Linked DNA regions of Mus musculus: regions 2, 3, 4 and 5 are each linked to region 1. Evidence: chromatin contacts called from public HiChIP or PLAC-seq and promoter capture Hi-C data. All regions are on one chromosome and are shown on one strand. Each heading gives the region's core, a stretch centred on a gene start, on an enhancer-like site or on the middle of the called end of the contact. The rest is flanking DNA. Distances are from core to core; before and after follow the strand shown. Region 1 holds the start of Aif1l (allograft inflammatory factor 1-like). Region 2 overlaps Ass1 (argininosuccinate synthetase 1). Region 3 holds the start of Ciz1 (CDKN1A interacting zinc finger protein 1). Region 4 overlaps Dnm1 (dynamin 1). Region 5 holds the start of Exosc2 (exosome component 2).

What was found. Promoter capture Hi-C pulls out the DNA fragments that hold promoters and counts their contacts. HiChIP or PLAC-seq counts read pairs in DNA pulled down with a chosen protein or histone mark.
Region 2: a promoter capture Hi-C map of liver shows a contact between it and region 1, with 2.1 times the contacts expected there. The contact joins the enhancer-like site here to the promoter of Aif1l in region 1. A contact is called at or near these places in 9 of 39 promoter capture datasets (the 3T3-L1 cell line, the C10 cell line, HPC-7-derived erythroid cells and 6 more), 1 of 484 Hi-C or Micro-C datasets (bone marrow-derived macrophages), 1 of 115 datasets of contacts at active chromatin or transcription factors (astrocytes) and 3 of 9 other capture datasets (adipose tissue, embryonic stem cells and liver).
Region 3: a promoter capture Hi-C map of fetal liver shows a contact between it and region 1, with 2.5 times the contacts expected there. The contact joins the promoter of Ciz1 here to the promoter of Aif1l in region 1. A contact is called at or near these places in 5 of 39 promoter capture datasets (fetal liver, hematopoietic stem and progenitor cells, liver and 2 more), 2 of 115 datasets of contacts at active chromatin or transcription factors (both in embryonic stem cells) and 1 of 9 other capture datasets (embryonic stem cells).
Region 4: a contact with region 1 is called in an HNF4G HiChIP or PLAC-seq map of pancreatic cancer cells. The contact joins the enhancer-like site here to the promoter of Aif1l in region 1. A contact is called at or near these places in 4 of 39 promoter capture datasets (cranial neural crest, liver, pre-B cells and 1 more), 1 of 484 Hi-C or Micro-C datasets (the G1E-ER4 cell line), 3 of 115 datasets of contacts at active chromatin or transcription factors (embryonic stem cells and pancreatic cancer cells) and 1 of 9 other capture datasets (embryonic stem cells).
Region 5: a contact with region 1 is called in an H3K4me3 HiChIP or PLAC-seq map of craniofacial prominence, with 3 times the contacts expected there. The contact joins the promoter of Exosc2 here to the promoter of Aif1l in region 1. A contact is called at or near these places in 20 of 39 promoter capture datasets (the 3T3-L1 cell line, 3T3-L1-derived adipocytes, the C10 cell line and 13 more), 1 of 15 datasets of contacts at CTCF or cohesin (the NIH/3T3 cell line), 4 of 484 Hi-C or Micro-C datasets (the G1E-ER4 cell line, bone marrow, cortical neurons and 1 more), 21 of 115 datasets of contacts at active chromatin or transcription factors (the NIH/3T3 cell line, astrocytes, bone marrow-derived macrophages and 14 more) and 5 of 9 other capture datasets (adipose tissue, embryonic stem cells, liver and 2 more).

Annotation. Positions count from the first base shown.
Region 1 is chr2:31,948,943-31,951,609 of GRCm38.p6, forward strand. It overlaps Aif1l (allograft inflammatory factor 1-like), which reads left to right and starts at 1,361. Exons shown (of 6, transcript NM_145144.1): 1 at 1,361-1,439; 2 at 1,587-1,648. The coding sequence starts at 1,409. It overlaps Lamc3 (laminin gamma 3), which reads left to right. Exons shown (of 28, transcript NM_011836.4): 28 at 1-141.
Region 2 is chr2:31,500,572-31,503,238 of GRCm38.p6, forward strand. It overlaps Ass1 (argininosuccinate synthetase 1), which reads left to right. Exons shown (of 16, transcript NM_007494.3): 11 at 262-346; 12 at 917-981. Among named protein-coding and RNA genes, the nearest start is that of Ass1, 32 kb to the left of the region's middle. Within about 2 kb of position 1,335, at least 19 of the 459 cell types and tissues checked have an H3K27ac peak or open chromatin away from gene starts, as enhancers often do. A contact at or near this core is called in liver, where this site is marked.
Region 3 is chr2:32,361,835-32,364,501 of GRCm38.p6, forward strand. It overlaps Ciz1 (CDKN1A interacting zinc finger protein 1), which reads left to right and starts at 1,364. Exons shown (of 17, transcript NM_028412.2): 1 at 1,364-1,464; 2 at 1,971-2,145; 3 at 2,385-2,500. The coding sequence starts at 1,976.
Region 4 is chr2:32,341,350-32,344,016 of GRCm38.p6, forward strand. All of the region lies in intron 1 of Dnm1 (dynamin 1), which reads right to left. Among named protein-coding and RNA genes, the nearest start is that of Dnm1, 11 kb to the right of the region's middle. Within about 2 kb of position 1,317, at least 154 of the 459 cell types and tissues checked have an H3K27ac peak or open chromatin away from gene starts, as enhancers often do. A contact at or near this core is called in pancreatic cancer cells, where this site is marked.
Region 5 is chr2:31,669,345-31,672,011 of GRCm38.p6, forward strand. It overlaps Exosc2 (exosome component 2), which reads left to right and starts at 1,371. Exons shown (of 9, transcript NM_144886.3): 1 at 1,371-1,517. The coding sequence starts at 1,396.

The DNA of each region.
Region 1 (2,667 bases), core at 111-2,610:
TTCCCAGTTTTGTGAGCTGTCATCCATGCTAGGGGGTGGACTTTGGCAACACAGCTGTCTGTGAGTCATTTCTGTTTCTGTAAGTTAACTCTTCACCCATATTCTTGTAAATAACCCTAATAAAGCTTACTGGGTCACCAAGCTGGACTTGGGTGATATCTGTAATTGGATCTCTCGTGGGTTCCTAAACTGGGGTGAGTAAACGTGTGTGTTGTATCTCCTCAGGAAAAGTTGGTCACACAACAACAGCTAACCCAGCTAGCTGGGACCATGGGCAGCCTGTGACCAGAGCAATAGGGCCCTGTTCTGAGTCCAGTTCCTGCCCGAGCTTTCAGAGGGAACACGACCATGCAGGCTTTGAACTCCCAAGCCCTTGTGGGCCTACCTTCTACAGTGCAGTCCCTGCTCCTGTTTCTCCTATTCTGCTGCTTAGGGAGCTTGTGTCAAGTGCCCAGCTTCAGATGAATGAATGAATGCATAGTGGGAGGAACCTAAGAGCAGGAGCCCTGCCTCGCAAGCATCTTTCCTCCCATTAGCCCCATAGCATTCTATCTGGACCACTGGACTCCCCTGTGTGAGCTTGGCTACCCGTCCCCACAGTCAGCTGGTCCCAGGATCCCAATCTAAGGAGTGTAGACTTGAAATAAGTCAGGGGAACAGGGATTCCTGGATCCCATGGTTAGGGCAATCCTGATCTGTGCCTGTGTCCACAATGTAACAATGGAGGGAGACCCTGTCTCTAGAAAGGGTCTCTAGTCTGTTCAGGTTGGACACTGGAATTCATGATCTCTTTCTTTACAAGTTCCTAGTTCTTGCATGCCCACCCTGGCTTCTCCTCAAGTCACAGGCTGCTTCTTTACCACCCTAGAGGACTCGTGTCCCAGCTTCAGCTTCCAGACTTTTCTATCTAGTAGGCATACCGGTACTACTTTGTAGTTAGGGGAAATGACACACAAAGACCAAGTGTCAGGTACACCGTATTTGCACCAACACACGTATTTATCTAAAATATCGGTGTTATCGTGGCACTGCCGGGCAAAGGTGACAGTGAGGTGACAGCCTCTATTGGCACTTGATCTTCACAACCAGCTCTGCAAAGTTCTTAGTGAGATGTGATATTGTCTCTTCTGGTGATGGGGAAAGAGGGCGTTCCCATCTTGCATTTTCCGCGTCCTCCAGCAGAGGGGCGGCGGCGGGCTAAGCGTCCGGCTAAACAGCGGGCTTTGATGCCCCGGGTGCGCGCGGCAGCGGGGAGGGGGGCAGGAGGCGGGCCGCCGGAGGGGCGGGGTGTGTCCGGCCGCGAGGTCCCTCCGCCCCTGGGTCCCGTCGCCACACGCTGCCGAAGGTCTGGACCAGACGACTTTTCCTCCCTGTTGTCCCTGGCCTTGTCCGGAGTCGGGCTCATACCATGTCGGTCGCACTCAGCAACAGGTTCCAAGGTAGGCGCCTGCTGTCCCCGCGCTATCCCGCGCCGGACGTCCCTGGGTCGCCACCTGTGTGCGCTGTGCGGCGCGCGCGGGAACTCGGAGGGGGCGCGTGGCCCGGTTGGTACCCTAGCTTCCCCGCCGACTCTTTGTCTCCCGCAGGAGGGAAGGCGTTCGGTTTGCTCAAAGCCCGGCAGGAGAAGAGGCTCGAGGAGATCAATCGGGTAAGCCGCGTCACTGTGTGGGACAGCGTGTGGGTCCCATGTGCCGCACTGTGCCACCCCTTCCCCCCAGACAAAATCAGCCCCTTCCTCCCCTACCCCTGGCCTTCTGCAATTGCATCCCTGGCCCCTGCTGTGTGGCCTCCAACTCCAGGTAAGTCCATTCCACCCCTTAGTTCTCTGCCTGGCGTCTCCAGTTGCAAGTTGTAACTCTCGACCAGGGAGGTGGGGCGGGTGAGGGAGCCGGCTGGGGACCACCTAAGGGGTTTGGCGCCAGGAGAGACCCCAGGGCCAGTGCTGTCTCCATAGACCCGCAGAACTTAACACTAGGAGCTGGCTAATGCTGGCATTTCCTTGTTGCCTCCCACCTCCAACTCTAACACACAGCTCTTTGCACCAGCTTTTAGAAAAGTTGCCCAAGGGACTGTTTTTTTCTTCTATGCTGGTCCTGGTCCTGGGGAAGTTCTAGAAAGAAATCCTTCCGCTGCTGCCAGAGACACAATAGCAGCTCCGTACGTTTGCTACTGAGCGTGTAGATCCCAGGAGATAAGAAACGGTGTCAGGGCCTCCTGGATTGGCAAAGCACAGAGGTGGCACAGCCTGAGGCTTTAGGGTTCCCAGGATCTGTGTTCAGATGTGACTGGTGTCTCAGTAAGAGCTTCTCGCTTCCTGCAGGGTCACTTTGTGGGCTCAGGAAAGTAAGGAGCCTACATCTTCTGGGGTCCAGCGCTAGGGAGACAGCCCGCGAAGTTAGTTTCTCTCTCTCTCTCTCTCTCTCTCTCTCTCTCTCTCTCTCTCTCTCTCTCTTTCTCTCTCTCTCTTTTCCTCTACAGTGGAGACTGAACTTAAGATTTTCTCCATGCTAGACACTCTACCCTAGAGTTATTAGTACATTGGGGCTGAGGTATGCCAATTGATATAAGGGGAGGCATTTCTTCTTATTTGCCCCTTTGGTCCCTGGACACCCAGAGTGACAAACTCCAGGCCCCTGTCGAGGAGCTAGCTGGTAGGGTTAGCACACT
Region 2 (2,667 bases), core at 85-2,584, 450 kb before region 1:
TCACAGCCCCTAAATGCTAAAGGGGCAGAGAGAATGGGAGGGAGGGGGCGAGCGTTTTTATTGCATTTTCCTCTTTCATTCTGGGGGGCTTTCTTGCCCCTTCTCTCCCCCCAGCACAGGGCTTTGAAGGAGTCATTCGGACTCCATGTCTGTCACATCCATTTAAGGCGATGTGGGTGGAGGGAGAGGGTGGGGTGGTGGGCACAGGCTGCTCTGCTGAGCCCCAGACTGAAGGCCCACTCTCCTCCCTCTCTGCCCCAGGGGTCCCTGTGAAGGTGACCAACATCAAAGATGGCACAACCCGCACCACATCCCTGGAACTCTTCATGTACCTGAACGAAGTTGCGTGAGTGTCCACAGTCTGCCTGCGACCCCCAGGACCGCCATCTCAAGCAAGCACAGGCCTGGGCCTGTGTGACTAATGGTCACAGCTAAAGTTCATGACCTGGAGGTCTGGCAGTTGGCCTTGTAGACATAGAGTGCCCTGAGCCGAGGGTATTGGTTTGGCATTGGTATTGGTTTAAATCCACAAACCATGAACACAAAAGTTCCAAGGCTACCACCACCTTCTATGGTGGGACCAGCTGGGGCTGCAGGCCTTTGGCTGAGCCAGGCATTAGGACAAAGAAAGATAAATCCTCAGTGAGGGTTAGGGTCAAGCAAGTCCCAGTATAGATGTAGCGGGCGGAGCACCCAGGGTGACCCAGACAATCCGTTCTCTTTCAGGGCCTTAGGTTACCCACTTCTCTCCACTTGGGCCTGTTTTCCTGGCTCAGGTGAGCTGAGACATAGAGCCTGAGAGTCAGTATGCCCATAGTTAGGTCTTCAGCCAAGCCAAGGGCACCTGCTCAGTGGGTGGCCTCTGTCCTCAAGCTTTGTGCCAGCACCTGAGTCCAAGTGACGTGTTTCTTTTCAGGGGCAAGCACGGAGTGGGTCGCATTGACATCGTGGAGAACCGCTTCATTGGAATGAAGTCCCGAGGTAAGTGGATTCGACACCCAGGGCTGGTTTCGGCACTTTCCAGAGCTCCTGTACCACCTGGGTGTCACCTTTCACCCCAGGCCACCTTGGCTGCCCCTTGCTTTCTCTTACACCCCGATGAAGTGAGGACTGGAGATGAAGTGTGAACAGTGGCCTTTGCACTGACTTCTTGGGGTGCTTCGAGAGGAGCCGCCTCTAGTGTTGGGAGGGGTCTGGGAGAGAGGTCGGCCTGGAGGTCAGGCTGTCTTGTGTCACGGGCGGGCCAGTCAGGTTAAGAGGCGGACCATGCAGGGCCAATTTCGTGGTCATTAAGGCACTTCTAGCACCAGGCACGCAGTAGAGTGGGACTCTTGCCAGGGAGGGCGCTGTGAGCTATACACAAGAAACCTGAACAGGACGGGCCAATTCAGGCATGACTCCAAAGCCTTGCTAGAGACAGATAGTCCCTTTCTATGGCATGCCTGCCACTTGGCTGGTCTAGGCTGCCATTATGGGACCACGGGGCCATCAGATCCCCTTCCTGTCTTGGAGATGAGAGAGAGTAAGAGAGAGTTGATTCCCAGGCAGGTGCCTGTCTCTGTTTTTACACGACTCCCACTCAGTCCTGGGTCATTTGCTGTCTATATTCTCTTCCTCTTCACTTTCCCTATCCATTGAGCATTTCCATCCCAGGTCCCTGCCAGTCCGTCCGTGTCCCCCCCCCCCCCCCGTGTGTGTGTGTGTGTGTGTGTGTGTGTGTGTGTGTGTATGTTATTAACAATAGAGTGTTTTTAGGGCATTCCCATCATTTGGGCAGTTAGGGCCCCCTGAACTGGGGCACCTGAATGTTTAAATACCAGTGACACAGGTAGGGGCTTCAAATCACTTTGCTTCATGGTTGATTTGGGACAGTAACAGCTAAATAAAACCAGGCCAAGGTTCAGTCCCAGTCTAGTTCCTTGGGGAGATTTTTAAATTGAGACCCTACGTCCCAAGAGAGCTGACACGCTGCCACAGCAGCAGCTGTCAGCTGTGAGAGAAGATGCAGATCCCAGACCCTGGCCCTGGGGTCTCGAACTGTTTGTCGTGGGCCTCAGTTTCCCCTACTGCATCCTGGGTCTTGCCTCCGATAGTTGGGGGTTGGGTGGAGCTGGAGTCGCCTAGCCCCAGGGTTCTCCTCGCCCCACACTGATCATCCTCCGTGAGAATCTGCACAACTGCAGCTCTCTTGAGAAGGCCTTGTAAAGAACAATATGCTAATGAGTGTCTCCTTTCATTCCCAGCCTACCTTTGTCTCTTACCTATTTAACATCTGATTAAATGTCCCTTTGTCTCCACCTGCCCTTGGGAGCCACACAAAGAAATTCCTCCAAGGCAGCTGAGGGGCCTTGGGAGAAAGTAGCACCTTTGGGAGAAAGTAGCACAGTTGGGGAAACTAAGGCCCTGAAGGGGTGAGGGCTCCCTGCAAGTTACAGGCAGGACTCAGATTGACGGTCATGCGCCCAGTGGACATGGGGAGAAGCCCTTGGAGCCTGGACTGTGGAGGTGGACAGATCCAGGTTCAGACCCAAGCATGATAGCCTGACCAGGCTCTGTGGGAGTGTTCCGGTCCCTGAGGGAATTCTGAGTGAGCACAAAGGTAGCCGTAAGCCCTAGGGGGTCCCGTGCTGCTTGGGAATGTGAGACACCAGTATCCTTCTTATGCCT
Region 3 (2,667 bases), core at 114-2,613, 410 kb after region 1:
TAAGAGCCATTAAAGAAAGTAACTGTGTCAGACGTGGTGGCAGAAGCCAGCGGGTTTCTGTGAATTCGAGGCCAGTCTGGTCTATAGTGAGTTTCCATATGTAGCCATTGCTACACAACACAATGAAACGGAAAAGGAAATCAGAGGCTTGGGAACTTGTTAAGTGGTTAACGTTTGTTCTTCTTCCAAAGGACCCAGGTTCAGCTCCCAGCACTCCCACAGGTGGCTCACAACCATCCACAAACTTCTTCCTAGGGGATCAGATGCCCTCTTTAGACCTCTGCAAGCACTAGGCACATACAAAGTACACACACATACATGCAGGCAAAACATTCATACACCTGAAATAAGAATACATATTTAAAAGACGGGGGTGAGAGGCGGGCGTGGTGGCGCACGCCTTTAATCCCAGCACTCGGGAGGCAGAGGCAGACGGATTTCTGAGTTCGAGGCCAGCCTGGTCTACAAAGTGAGTGCCAGGACAGCCAGGGCTATACAGAGAAACCCTGCCTCAAAAAACCAAAAACCAAAAAAAAAAAAAAAAAAACCAAAAAAAAAAAAAACCAAAAAAAAACAAAAAACAAAAAAAAACAAAAACAAAAAAACAAAAAACGGGGATGAGGAGAGATAGCTCAGTGGTTAAGAGCACTTGTTCTTGCAGAGGAGCTGGGTTCGATTCCTAGCACTCACAAGACAATTCACAAATGTTTCTAACTCTAGTTCCAGGATGTACAAGATATACACGATATACAGATACACATACGTTCAAAACACTCATACACATAAACTAAATCTTTTTTAAAAAAATGTAAAAAACAAAACTATTTTTTTAAAGCTGAATTCACCACACATACGCGCGCCCGCTTGCTCTTGTCCCAGCCCCACGCGGGCTCGGGATCTGGGGACAGTGGTGGCATTGGGGAGGTCAGTTGGGATCTGACCGACTGTCGGTCCCCTTTGCCCCTGCCAGATAAACAGACGGCCGTGGGAACTCAGAATCGCCCCTTCCCGATGCTGGGATCTGGGGACAGGAGCCTACGCTGCCCGGCGCCTCATAGCACCTGGGAGCCACCGCGGCTCTAGCGATTGCAGATTGGTCGCGGTCCCCGCGACGTGACCTGCGCGCGAGGCTTGTTCGCCCGCCGCGGCGTCCGCGCTGAGGCCTCCGCACCTCCAGAGGGCGCTCTGCGCGGGAGTGGCCAGCCGCTGGGCCTTCGGAGTGTCCCGGTCCGGTCACCGTCCCGAGCAGCCCGGGAGCTCCGGAGCCCGCCTTACGAGTCAGCTCGTGGCTTTCACGGTTTCGGTTTTCGTGGATTGCCGGGAGGTGAGGGGGAGCCAGTGTGGTGCCCGCCCCGGAAGCGACAGTGGAGGAGGGTTGGGCACCCCGGGAAGGGTGGACCGCAGGGATAGCGGCTACTTGCAGAGAGCCTACGGGCTTTGTGGACAGGCGAGGCCACAGGATTAGTTAAGTGGCGTTGGCTATATCTGCGAGGGAAGGGAGTGGAGGGATGAGGGACAACGGAGCGGGGTGGGGGTGTGCTGCGGCGGACGGAAGCGTTTCCCATCCAGGGTTCATGGATTTAAGTGACACAATTTAGGGAGAGGACAGCGGAATCCAAAACAGGGAAGTGTGCACGGGAAGCACCAGGAAGTGTAGAGTGACTGACAGGCAGGAGATGGGAGTGGAAAGGTGTGCTCCGATTAGAAGGTTGGACCGCCAGAGTTGAAGAGATGGGAGGGAAGATAAAGAACTGAAGGCGTGTCTGTGTGTGTATCCTGTTCTGGCAGCTGACCGGAAGAACTGGAAGCCCCGAAGCCCCGGGTATAAATGCAGCGTGCTCTTGGCGTGGGTGGGACTGTGTAGCGGTGAAGCTTAGCAGGCGTTATGCTGGGGTGGGTGTTTTGGGAGGGGAGAGAAGCTGGATCATCCCAAAGTGGTGATCTGACCCTACCCACCATACCCCCTTCAGCCACCATGTTCAACCCGCAACTCCAGCAGCAGCAACAGTTGCAGCAGCAGCAGCAACAGTTGCAGCAGCAGCTCCAGCAGCAGCAGCTCCAGCAGCAGCAACAGCAGATACTGCAGCTCCAACAGCTGCTGCAACAGTCCCCACCACAGGCCTCCTTGTCCATTCCTGTCAGCCGGTGAGTTTTCCACTTCCAGGAGCAGTCTGAGGTCTGACGGCTCAGACCCACATTTTGGAGCCTGGCTCCCAGTAGTTATTTTTTCCCCAGGGGCATCCTTGTTTGAGTATTAAATGTCATCAGTTTCTACCTTGGAGGGGATCCTCCATCTGCCATTGAGATGGAGAGAATGGAGGTGAGAGACCTCCGGGTAGATGGCTTTCCCAGGACCCCTCTGACACCCTACTCCCATCACACAGGGGCCTCCCCCAGCAGTCATCCCCGCAACAGCTTCTGAGTCTCCAGGGCCTCCACTCGACCTCCCTGCTCAATGGCCCCATGCTGCAAAGAGCTTTGCTCCTACAGCAGTTGCAAGGTATGGCAGTTCCCCGTGGCCCTCAGCTTCTTCCTAACCCATTCATTCTTACCAACACTCACAGCGGCCCTAACAGCATCCTTATAGATGAAGATACCAGGCTCCCAGGAGATGAAGTCCACAGGCTACTCTGCTAAGTACAGGGTTACCGGGCTACGGTGCTGGCC
Region 4 (2,667 bases), core at 67-2,566, 390 kb after region 1:
TCAGCCTCCTTTGGTACCAACTGCATGCCAGCTGCTTTGTGGGCAGCAGCTCATGAGCTCCAGAAAGTAGCCCTGGGAGGAGGATGAAGTTACTGTCCCCACTTTATAGATGGAGAAACAGCCTCAGGGATCATCCAATAGCACGACAAAGCAGACGAGAGCCTGGCCTCAGCTCTGTAAGAGCTCCTGACCTCCAGGCCCCACGGACTCAGCCCCTCCATAGGACTGCCCTGAGGCCTGACAGGCTATACCCAACATTGGCTCCTGCTGATGTCAACTTTTGGATGAGTGTCTGTCAGCTATTCTCAAGTGGCCCCACCCATGACTTCCACAGGCTGGCTGGAGGGTGGAGGCCTCTCCAGGAATCAGGCTGGCAGAATTAGCAGTCACAGGATCCCCCAGAACTCAGGAGATGGGGAAGCAGACCAGCGCCCCAGGGATCCTACTGACCCAGCCAGTCACCTCCTGGAAGAGACCCAGGGAGACTCCGAGGGCATCAGATACGCAGACTCAGCCCAGAGCTGATGGAGGCTCACAACACTTCCTGATGAACCCAGACCTCAGGAGCAAAGGGTCCGAGGAGAACAGACAGACCCACGGGCCTCAGTTTCAAGGCCCCCTCTTGGGGCCCTCTCCTGTGCCACCTCTAGAAAAACAGAGACTGCTGGGAGTCTGTGGGCCACCAACTTGGGCAAGGCAAGGGACAGTTGGCATGCATTAATCCGTTCTAGGTACCAGGCAAATGCATCTCCTTCTTGCCACACTAATAATGTGCAGGAGAACAGGGCTGGTACTTTCCGCCTACTACTGAATACCATGGCAGCCCAGGGCTCAGTATTCATGAGGGATTTAATGCATTCTAAGGGAATCCCCAAGTCATCAAATGAGACGCTCATAGAGTCTCACTTTATGGATGAAGCACCTGAGGCTCAGAGAGGGGAAGCGACTGACTCAAGGTAACACAGCAGAACTGTGAGCTTTGTCTTATTAGTTTGGATTTTGTTGTTGTTTCATGTGTTTTTCAGCACTGGACTTTAAATCCAGACTCTCCCACATGCTAGTCAGTTAAGTACTCTGCCATTGAACTGTATACTCCAGCCCCAGGTCTGACATTCAAACCCAAGTGTCTGTTGGACCCCAGAGGCTAGAAAATGTCCTCCATCCCTCCGTGCCACCCCTACTCCAAGGAGCCAGATTTAGCTTTTTATATAATTGAATTGACTCTGATCTGTGCCAGGCCCTGTGCTGGGCCCTGAGGATGAGAGATGAGTCACCAGCTCCCCACCCAAGGCGCTCACAGTGTGGTGGAGGCAGAGAGTAAACAGTGTAGCTTGTGGTAGGACAGAGCTGGCCAGGCAGGCCAGGAGGGAGGGAGTCCCAGCCTAGAGGACTTCCTGCCTCATCACCCAGCCTTAAATCAGTGACTCCTTGGGGAGAGTCACCCCTCTGTTTGGGAGGTCTCCAGGATTGTGGAGGTAACACATTTGTTTTGTCAGTGGCTTTGGTGGGTGTATGGGCCTCGGGTCCACCCTCTTCCTCACCAGCTGCTTGCCAAGCAGAGCCATGGCAACAGTGGTTGCCGTGGAAACAGCAGGAGGGGCTGGGAAGGATGGGGCTCCCCCATAGAGAGCCCTCCCCAGGCAGAGATGTGGACTCCCCTGAAGTTATTCCTTGAGAGGCCTCCCTGGGAGCAGATGTGCCCACCCAGCCTTAGGTGCCTGAGGGTGGAGGGCTCTGGAGAGCCTCAGAGAGTGGGGTGATCCTAATCTCCTGCCTGAGACAGTTGATGGCTGCTTAGGGTTTGGCCCAAGCCACTGCCACCTCAAAGCTGGAGCCCATAAGCAGAACTGGCCAAGACCAAGCTCTCAGAGGCCCAGGGTGACGTCAGGAGCCCAGGCTCTCTAAGCGAGGCCTACTCAGCCTGAGTCAGAATTCACGAGGCTGCTTGTTACAAGTGCTGGTTCCTCAGTGTGTGCTAGATTCAAGTCTCCAAGGATAGGCCACACTAAGCAACAATATCCTGTATGCCTGTCATGTTTTCTTTCACTACAGCTTGCTTGCCTTAGAGGTTAAGAGGCAGTGCCAGGTATAGGCCATGGGTTCGAATCCCACCTCTACCCTTCCCTGGCCTGGTGCCTTTGGACTCATTCCCTCATTCTGAATGTGTGCTCAGCTATGGTGGAACATCAGACATGGTAGTTAAAGGGTTTGTGGGGCCTCTCAGCAGAGAGACTGAGTCCATGCCCAGAACATGAAGACCGCAGGGGCTACCAAGAAGGATTCCTCATTTTCAGCCTCCTCTAGGAGGACCCCTAAACTTCAGCAAGAAATCTGAAACCCCACAGAAATCTCTGCCTCACCTCCTCTGGGTACTGAATCCTGACTGAGGCACCATGAAAGAAAGGCAAGATGAAAGCAAGGAAAACAGCAGAATAGAGGGCACCCTACTCCCCCATCACTGCCCTGAAGGTGGGACTGAAGCCCAGAGAGGGTAAGGTTGGATTTTATGGAGAGTGGCTGAACAAGAACAGGACCCAGGAAGCCTCACACGTCCACAGACAGGACCAGCAGCCCCCCAGCCCCCATGAGCAGACACCCTGACACACAGTAGATCCTCTGGAGACACTAAAAGGAACTGCTTTGTGGCTTTTCTGATACCTGGACACT
Region 5 (2,667 bases), core at 121-2,620, 280 kb before region 1:
AAGACAAATCTAATAAGTGAGCTGGGAAAAGAGTTTGAGACAGAACAACTGAGTTGAATCAGCCAGCCAGAGCTCAGAAAGAACTAGAAAGGGGGAGCTTATTCAGCAGCAATTCAGAGGCTGAAAACATTTTAGGCCTAGATAAGACTGTACAGAGTCTAGAAGCTTCCAGAACTAGACCTAGGTTAGCAAACAAAGACAGTAAACCTCCCAGTCAACAATTACAACAGGAAAATAAAAGTTACATTTATGCCTCCCTACAGACTTGCTTGTCACATGACTGTTTACAACAGTCATCTTTCAGCAGACACATGTCATCACTCAGAAGAGGTCCTTACTAAAGCACATTAGAGCCATAGGGCAGTAGGTGAGGACAGCACCTAAGGGGCTAGAAGACAAGGCCCACGAGGAGCAGTATTCAGAGGGTTCTAGCTTCTCCTCAGATGGTGTTTCCTGTAAATCCCGGTCCTAAATCTATAGTCTACAAAATATTAGATTATAGTGGTTTTGAGTTGGATGCCAAGGTTCATTTCTCAATCTCTAGACTTGCCAACAATAAATAAAATGATGAAATGGAACAGTTTGGGTAAAAACTCATACAGTTTGGTATGGCAGCTTACACCTGTAATCCCAGCTCCTGGGAGGTGGAGGAGGAGGAGTTCAAGGATACCCTGGGTTACACAGCTAGTTTGAGACCAACCTGGATGACATGAGGCACTGTCTTTAAAAAATCCTACACCTGGAATGGAGAGGTGGTTCAGAGGTTGAGAGTACTGGCCACATTTCCAGAGGACTTGGTTTCGTTTCCCAGCACCCACATAATGGCTCACAAACTTCTATAATTCCAGTTACAGGGACTCCAACATCCTCTTTTGTCCTCTTGGGCATCAAACACCACTACCACTACCACTACCACTACCACTACCACTACCACTACCACTACCACTACCACTACCACTACCACTACCACTACCACTACCACTACCACTACCACCACCACCAAACCCACAACCTACACAAACTCACGTAATCGCAGCATTTGGGAGGTGGAGGCATGAACATCTGGACCTCAGCAAGGTTATCCTCAACTATACAGAGTTTGAGGCTAGCCCTACACGGGGTCGTTCCTCTAAAACAAACACAAAACTGACATCCAAACACCAAACCAAACTAATGTCATATTCCCTTACGACATGAGAATTCATCATTCCGCAGGTGCTTTCTTGCCAATAGTAAACATGGCAGCTTGGTGCCCTCACTTCCACGAGTTAACTTAATATTGCCAATACTCAACATGGCTGCCACACTATCCATTCCCATTGGTCGCTTCTCTGAAGGAAGGCGGGAGTTGAGGAGCGGTGTAGAGCTGCGCCTGCGCAAGTCATTGGCGCCAAGATGGCGTTGGAGATGAGGCTCCCTAAAGCTCGCAAACCTCTCAGTGAGAGCTTGGGCCGCGACTCTAAGAAACACTTGGTGGTGCCGGGGGACACGATCACCACGGACACAGGCTTCATGCGGTACGTGAGGATTTGGGGGTCCCAAGGCCTCAGGAGGCGGCTGCAGAGCTCTCTGCACGTGGCCCGCTGTCCCGGAACCCAGGCCTCCTGTCCCGTTGTATCTAAGTCCCCGAGTTACCCGGGACACATCGGAGCATCCATACTAGTTCCCTCCTTTGCGAGCCTCACGCTTCTGACTCCCGGCATCTTGGCTGCACCTTTGTCAGTTCCTGATTCCCTCTTTTGATCTATGGCGTTCGGAACTTTTGGACCCTTATCCTGAAACTCAAGATTCTTGAGCCTTCCTAGGGAGGGAGAACTGGGGAGGGCTGGTTGCAGGGCCCTTCTTACAACCCTCTGAATGGACAGTGGGGTTGGTCATCTCTTTCAGTGTTACCTCAGCGACAAGCCTGACTTGGAAGCAGTAATTTTGGTGGAGCGGGGGTTGAGGCAACATATTGTACCCAACAATACAAATTTAGCACGGAAAGTCACAACATGTGGCAGTTAGGGCTGTCTATGGAGTCGGACATCTGACATTGTTATCCTTAGTTTAGCACCTTGCTAAGGCCGGTATCCTCACCTGGAAGACAGTGGTGACAACAGGAATTGGTAGGTTAGTGAGTATTAACTGAAAAGTGGGGCAGGAGAGCAAAATCCACCATTGTATTACCACCAAAGATAAATCTGCATTAGGTAGCCAGTCTTCCCGATGTCTGTCCGTCCCCCCCCCCCCGTCGTCCCCCCCCCTCACCCCCAACCCTCCAATCTCACTATGTAGCACTGACTGTCCTGGAACTTACTATGTAGACCGCTCTGATTTTGAACTCAAGAGATCCACCTGCTTCTGCCTCCCAAATTCTTTTTTTTTTTTTTTAAGATTTATTTATTTATTATATGTAAGTACACTGTAGCTGTCTTCAGACATACCAGAAGAGGGAGTCAGATCTCATTACGGATGGTTGTGAGCCACCATGTGGTTGCTGGGATTTGAACTCAGGACCTTTGGAAGAGCAGTCGGGTGCTCTTACCTGCTGAGCCATCTCACCAGCCCGCCTCCCAAATTCTTAACTCAAAGGTGTGGCCGTTTGTCCGTTGCACCTAGTTTGTTCTTTCTTCCTCTTTCTTTCTTTTTCTTTCTTCTTTTTTTTTGGTACAAATGAGATTATAG